Linked DNA regions of Mus musculus: region 1 is linked to region 2. Evidence: chromatin contacts called from public Hi-C data. All regions are on one chromosome and are shown on one strand. The core of a region is the stretch at or near the end of the contact, and the rest is flanking DNA. Distances in the headings are between cores, read along the strand shown.

Evidence for each region. A called contact is a pair of places that touch in the nucleus more often than the background predicts.
Region 1: a contact with region 2 is called in a Hi-C map of cortical neurons, with 2.1 times the contacts expected there. The contact joins the enhancer-like site here to the promoter of Slc39a10 in region 2. A contact is called at or near these places in 1 of 39 promoter capture datasets (hippocampal neurons), 5 of 484 Hi-C or Micro-C datasets (cerebral cortex, cortical neurons, cranial neural crest and 1 more) and 2 of 115 datasets of contacts at active chromatin or transcription factors (astrocytes and neural progenitor cells).

What each region holds. Positions count from the first base shown.
Region 1 is chr1:47,191,727-47,195,397 of GRCm38.p6, forward strand. No RefSeq gene overlaps it. Among named protein-coding and RNA genes, the nearest start is that of Gm39638, 58 kb to the right of the region's middle. Within about 2 kb of position 1,490, at least 10 of the 459 cell types and tissues checked have an H3K27ac peak or open chromatin away from gene starts, as enhancers often do. A contact at or near this core is called in cortical neurons, where this site is marked.
Region 2 is chr1:46,852,183-46,856,115 of GRCm38.p6, forward strand. It overlaps Slc39a10 (solute carrier family 39 (zinc transporter), member 10), which reads right to left and starts at 1,436. Exons shown (of 10, transcript NM_172653.3): 1 at 1,289-1,436.

The DNA.
Region 1 (3,671 bases), core at 240-2,739, 340 kb after region 2:
CTCACTCTCGACTGACAGCTGTGTAGGAAGGAGTGTCCCATAACAGGATTTAATTAAACTCTATAAGAAATTTGCTTAAGCACTTTGCCAGAAATGTTAATTTTTTCCCCAAAGGAAAAAAATTGGCTTTTATATTGCGCTTAAGTCAGTTTATTTTTCCTGCAGAGGGTCTTGCAGTGGAGAAGAATTTAAGAAACCTGATTCTTGCCCTGTTTCATCTGACTCACTGGATGAGTTGTCAAAGACTTCTTATTCACACTTGCCTTGGACTTACACAGTAAAAGTAGACACAGACTAGATAAGTTTTAAGCTATTTTATATCTCCAAAATTCTGTAATCCTATACATTAAAACTAGTGACCACTGTTACTAAATTAACAGTAAACAATAGAAAAATTAAAATTATAAATTTAATAAAAAACAGTCTATTAATATTTGAAACCTGAATAAGCTGCTCCACATTGAGGTGGATAGTGAAATGGCTCAGTATTTAAACAAACTACACTTGTATATCAGTGTAAGTTACAAGTATGCCACCTATGAAGGTTAATTGCCAACTAGACAGGATATAGGATCACTAACAAGAAAAGCCTTTGGCATGTCTGTGAGGGCATGCATTATTTTTATTTTCTCTACTGTGTTAATTCTCAGAAGTTCAAAGGATATTGATTTAAAAACAGACAGGCCATCACAGACAAAGCTTAGAGAGGAGCTTTAGTTCTTTATTGTTATTTTCATTCTCCACATTCTAACAGATAAAGAAGTCTGAGCACAAGGCCCCTGCTTTTCCCACATTTCCCTGAAACCATGGAGAGACATATGTATCCTTTTTGCATTCTGATATATTTAGTAAAGTGCTGAGTTTAAAACATAAAGACAGGTAAGGTAAGCCATGTTAAATATCTGAAACAATGGGAAGGTGATTTTAAGTTCAGCATACATTAATGGATCAAGGGAAGCCGAGAAGAGTTCATGGAGTTGGACTACGAAGTTTCAGTTCTCATGCTGAGTGTTTGGATAAGGGTAATTGAGGTGGGACGGCTCACCCTTAGTGTGGTGTGGTGGCATGACTGTCCAAAGGATGCCCTGGACTGAATAAAAGGAGAAAGCAATCTGAACTCTACCATTCATAAATCTGGGCTTCCTGATTGTGGATTCAATGTGAGCAGAGGTCTCAAGTGACGGTGCAATGACTTCCCTTTAAACTGTGAGCCAAATGTCTTTCCCACATGTTGTCTTTTATCAGGATATTTTATCACAGCAAGAAGGAAACTAAGACATCATCGTATCCACAGTCATACACAAGCACATTCACTGACTGCAACTTTGTAACTCTTTAAATGAGAGAAGACTAACAATGGATTTTCTTTCCCCAATACAGTTAAAGAGAAACTAAAAATACTGTCTGATCATTACTCCTCTATAGCACAGAGCATCTGTTTCCACTAACCACCCACTCTGGTGTTCTTTTCTAGGTCTTCATCCAAACACCAGCTTGCTGTTTACGCCTCTGCAGCAGTCGGGACCTTTCCCCACTGAGACTGACTCACCAAGCCCTGCCAGTGTTAATTTTGTTAAATTCAGATTCAGGAGAAGTTGGAATCTTTATTTCAAGGCAGAGATGCAAAGAGTCAATCAGAATCGTGTTCTTTTTCATCCAGAAATTTTTTTTTTATTGCAGAGAGGGAGTATGCAATGTTCTTTGAAGATGTTTGTCTTCTGCCTACAGTTGTCTCCATACAGTTTATTATGTCATGTTATAAGAAGAGTAATTCCTTGTACATTTCTGACGTTCTGGGCATTTGGGTGCTAATATGGATTTTTATCCTGCAATGGAAGAAAACCCAAAGAACCAAACAGTTAGTGCTTGCTGACAGTTCTGTTGATAAGTCTGCTTCAGTGGAAATAATCAAGGAAAACATTGGTATTATTAGGACCTTAGTCCTGGGCTTCTTTCACCAAGGTTACCCAAGTTCTCCCAGTTGAAGGGAAGGAAGAAGCCTTTCCTAGTAACAAGAATTGTGTTGCTGAGAATCTGATACCATGTACAATGCCATTCTAATGACCTAGCCCTACCTGGTACCTGCATTATGGGAGGGAAATCTGATCTTGAGGTTGGCCATGATAGAAGCTTTCCTTATTAAACTAGGGTAATTCAAGTCTATGGAAAATCTTAACCTACCTAAGCGTATATCTGTGTCCAGATTCACATTCTTGTGCTTCTGGTTTAGTGAGGCCTACAAGCAGGTCTTCTTTACTGTGGCTCCCCAGTGTCCCTAGTAGTGACTTTCAGGCAACCATTGTTGGCTGGAGGGATGAAGCAGGGCTCTGAATTCCTCCCATCTTCTCTATCCATATCATCCTGCCTTCTTTCAAAAAGGATTCAATCTTACACGCGTTCTCGCGACCGGCCAGGAAGAACGCAACAAGCCGGAATCTTCTGCGGCAAAGCTTTATTGCTTACATCTTCAGGAGCCAGAGAGCAAGAGAGCAAGAGAGCTCTATTGCTTACATCTTTAGGAGCCAGAGCGCTAGAGCGCAAGAGAGCAAGAGAGAGAATGGCGAAACCCCATCCCTTTTAAGGAGAATTATCCTCCGCCTAGGACGTGTCACTCCCTGATTGGCTGCAGCCCATCGGCCGAGTTGTCGTCACGGGGAAGGCAGAGCACATGGAGTGGAGAATTACCCTTGGCACATGCACAGATTATTTGTTTACCACTTAGAACACAGGATGTCAGCGCCATCTTGCAACGGCGAATGTGAGGGCGGCTCCCCACAATTCAACAACAAAGAAATTGTGTGCCTGCTTAGACTGACTTCTAGCCCAGAATGTCATATGAGGATTTTTAAATGCTACATTCTTGTAGGGAACTCCCAGTCTTGTGTGCTTATAAACCCATCAGTCAGTAAATCTGCAGCACAACAGGTGATCAGGACTAAGGTCCATGCCTGAGGCCTGCTGCTGTCAGATGTCTATTTCCCTTGGAATGTGCAAATGCTAAGGCAGATGTGCAATTATGCCATGCAGTATTTTGGGCCTGTCCCTTGTGAATAAAGTTGCTTTCATCACTTCAGAATGGATCTTTTGTTAATCTCTTTGGCCAGCCAGTTCCTCTCAAGACAGATGTTGGTATACTCCATGTATGTCTCTGCACATATTTATGTATCTATGTGCACATTATTTTGTAAATAAATGAAAAATATGTGGACCTATGTGGGCACATTTAATTTATTTAATCTTGGAATAAAATTAGGTAAATTAATTTAGATTAAACTGAGGTACATAAATCGGTATGAAAACAAAAGAAAAAGTTGTTCTAATTTTGATTTTTAAAAATCTAGTGTGAAGATTTGCCTTTTTGCTTATGACTGTAATTGATGTTTTCACTGTTGTTGTTTTTTTTCCTTTTTATTATTATTATTTTTTTGAGAGCTTCCTTTTCTCCAAGCGTTTACTGTGAACACATCCCTGCAACTTCCTGACAGTCATGCTATGAGAAGTTAGAGTTATTTAAGGAAGGACATGTATAATGTTGTGTAAAGTTGGGTTTAGGTCTAATCGTATGATCTGATTTTGAGTTTAGCTTAGTGAAGATTCCCTTTTAAAGCATGATCTTATTAATTAGCAATCAGGAGGCCTGGGCTTTATTATAAATGTTTGAGAAGCCACAT
Region 2 (3,933 bases), core at 186-2,685:
TTTATGTACCCTTAATAATCTATAGTCACAATCCAAGACCCTTATTCTAGAAAACACCAAATGCTAAAAATGCCCACCAGCACATTTTATTTCCTTCACAGCATTTATCACTTTATCACTGATGTGTCTTTCATCCTACTGTAATGTCCAATGCACATAGGAAGAGGGGTGTGTGGGATGGACTCCCAAGGTCCAGGAGAAATGACTCACAAGGTACTCAAATACTTGTAGATTACGGGAATCCTAACATTACTCTGTACACAGAAGTTCTGCTTTGTTTAGGCTTCCCAATAGCACTGTTAACAATTCTAAGCCTCCAGCTCTTGTATTACTTTTTCTTAATTACCATTAGATACACATCCAAAAAGAAAACATACAAGAAACCTGTCACCCGCTAGTTACCGCACTTAACGGAGACATAAATAAGTTTCTAGGAGACGGTGGGTTGTACTGTCTTTTAACTCATGCTTTGTGTCACTTGGAGCAGACACTGGGGTGAAGGACCCTTCCAAATCGGTGGCGGGGCGTCCTGCGGTGAGATTTCTTCCACGTGCCCAGCTCCTTAAACTCGGCCCATGTGGACAGGCTCCCACGTGAACGCGTCTTCTCAGAAGCCGCAGGAAGCCCTTCCACGTCACGCCACCCGACGCCTCGCCAGGCTGGAGAGTTCCGAAGACCCCCCCCCCCCCAAGGGAGGAGCGAAGCGTGGAGCGGATGCGGACCCCGCGGTGGGCCGGCCACTTCCCTCCGCTCCCAACCGCGCCCACGCCACCCTACACCCCGGTGGCCGGGAACAAAGCCCGCGGCCGCACCACGGTCGCCCCACAACCCGGCTCCGGGACCCGTGGGCTGCGCCACACGCAGTTCCCGCGCGCCCCACCGAGCCTTTTCGGTTGGCCCGGAGCTGAGCGGCCGCCGTCCGTTACCCCCCGCAGACGAGCCCCTGGGACCTGCCTCGGGTCCCGGGTCCCCCGTACGGCGGCCGCGGGAAGCCCGCGCAGCCCTCAACCGGCGCTGCCCGCTCCGCGGCCCCGCAGCAGGCCGTGGGGCGCGGGTCCCCCACCGCCGACGCGGCACACTCGGCTGGCCCCAGCCTCACGCGCCGCTCTCCTGCTCGCCGCCACCGCCTGCAGCAGCTGCGAACACACGCGTCCCAACCCAGAGGCCCCGGTGCCAGCCCCAACCCGGCCGCCCAGCCTCCCCAGCCGTCCCGGGACTCCCAGGCTCCGCCGCGCACGGGGCCGGTTCTGGGGGAGGGAATGTAAACAAATCGGGGTTTTATAGTTACCTCACACTCGAGTGCCGTGTGCATCTCCTCTCCGCTCGGTACCAAACCCCGGCTGCACCCAGTCGTGTATTCTCCAAAGCCGCCTGCGCTATCTGCGTCGCGGAGCCTAGCGCGAGAGCCGGCGCTCTACGCCGACGGCGCACTCAGCCTGCTCCGGCTCCCTGCGCAGCCGCACCCTGGCCGCCTCAGCGCTACGCCGGCGGCGCACCCGGCCCGCTCGGGCGCCCTGCGCAGCCGCACCTCGGCCTGATCGGCGCTACGCCGGCGGCGCACCGGCAGCGTTCAGCCATTCACTTCGCGGACGCGCCTGGCGTAGGAGAGCGGCGGCACCGGCGGGAGCTACACCGACTGGCGGCAACTGGAAGAAATTAGATCTACGCAAATTGCGGAGCTCTGTAGCTCCGCGCTAGTTTTGTTCTGAGAAAGGACTCCTCGGGGATTGGGGGGAGTTGGGGCGGCTTTTAACGCATGCGTGGAACGGCCTTGGTCGCCTCGCCTGGCCTCGCACGTCGGTTGCTGAGGCCTTGGGCTAGCGGATGAGACGTAGAAGCCTGGAGAACGAGCGTCCTAGGCCGAAGTTTCGGAGTGATCAATTAGGATTGCTGATCTGTACACGGGTTAGACATCTATATTAAATTAACTCCGCCCCCTCTGTCCCAGCGACCGTGCCAGTCTCTGGGCAAAACTAAACTTTAGTGCTATGTGCAAAGTGTTTTGCATAACTCCCCCCACCGCACCCCCATTTAAAGAGCACTTACAGTGGGACTTCCCAAACAGAAAGGAGTTGAGTTTAAAAATGTCACGTAGTTCTGGTAGCTTTGGGTACCCATCCAAGGACTTCCCACCACCTTCTCTTACTGGAACAGTTTTACACCCAAAGGCAAGCCCCCCCCCCCCCATCCGCCCAGCAACACCGGTGCATTCATGCTTATATCCTGCCTGTTCTTGGATCCCTTTGCTCACACCGCCATTCTCAATGGCCTCCTCCCCTCTTAAGCAACTAACAACCCACAATTTTCTTAAAAGGAGGCTCGGCAAACTCTTTGCTTCATTATTCATTACTCTGCTTCCTGACTCTTAATTCATGTCTAGGCTTATTTGTATTCTGCCCAGATGCCTGTGTTTCTGTATTCAAGCTGAGCGTATTTACTAGTGAAAGTGAATTCTGGCCTTGCTTTATGGATGAACAGAGTGCATATAACTCTGAGCAGTAGTAATTGCCAGCTTTATGTATCAGGTACCTCCAGCATGCTTTGCGTGTGTATTAATTTAATATTCCTAACAGACTGAAGAATGACTACCCAGGAAATAAAGTCATAGGAAATAAGTAACTTGCCTGAGAGAACCGAGGAGGGGCATAGAAAGCCAAACCTATTCGGTATGGCTACGTGGCCTGTCTCGCTGACTTGAACTCCATGAAAGAAGCTGTTTTGCCTTTTGTTTTCTACCTGTACACGGAACATCTTTCGAGTGCTTAATGAGTGGCTAAAACCACAGTGAGCTTCTTCTACTCCTCTTTCTCTGCTGTCAAAGGAAGACATTCTGATAAGTCCTCAGGCCTCAACATTAGTGGAAGAAGATAGCAGAGTGACCACAGTCCTCAGACCCATGAATTAAGCTGGGGATTACACAAAAAGTAATGACTTAAGTTGTATAGAGTTTACCAGTAGATCCTTTGGGTACAAAGCATTAAAATATCCAATTTGCCATGGTATTTTAAGGCTTCTAATTATTTGATTAAACACATTGTCAATATATATATATATATATATATATATATATATATATATATATATATATATATTTATAAACATTTTTCAAATAAGTTAGAGCCCTTGAGTCAAGTTTCGAGCAGTGATTTGGGGCTATTTGTTTACAAAACCAATGTTCACCTGGTTTGCACAGGTACATCTAAATACTTGGTTAAACACTGAAGTATGACCATGGAGAGCAGTTAGTAGCTACAGCTGTTAATGGGATTCCTCCATACTCCTCAATCTCTCACAGTCCTTTCAAGATTTTCGAGAATTTCAGATTGTGGCAACTAAAGTGCTAAAAGCTTCAGTCACGGTATTATTTCATGTATCTGTATCTGAAATTTAAAGGTAACCGTTTTACTTCTATGAGGCAATATAGTGAATCCAATGAATCTTTTAGTTCTTCCAAGGATTAGGAAAGAGCCAAATATAACAATGGGCATACAAATCACACCCCACCTTGAACTTTAACTGTCACTAAAGGAAGCCCAGGACAGAGGCCCAGCTTCCCTTCTAATTTTGAGAAAGTGCTCACCATCCACAACACAGTTATGGTGGTAATGAAATCTACAAAGGGCAGGAGAGATTCTAAGAAATCAGACCTTTCAAACCCAGTTGTTCTTTTCATGAATCAAGATTAGTAATAATAAATGATTTCTAAAAAAAAAAAATCTCCTTAATACACTTGAATCTAAACACGGATTCTCACATGACCAAATAGATTTGGATCATCCTAGAAAAGTCATTAAGAGAAGAAGGAAGATTAAATGGAGTGAAATACAAGGGACTGAGCACCAGAACAGGTATTTAAAACCTGGGAAAGGAAGGTGTCAGGCTCCTGTAAGCAAGGGTCTGAATGTAGGCTTTAAGTTGAACAGTTATCATTTC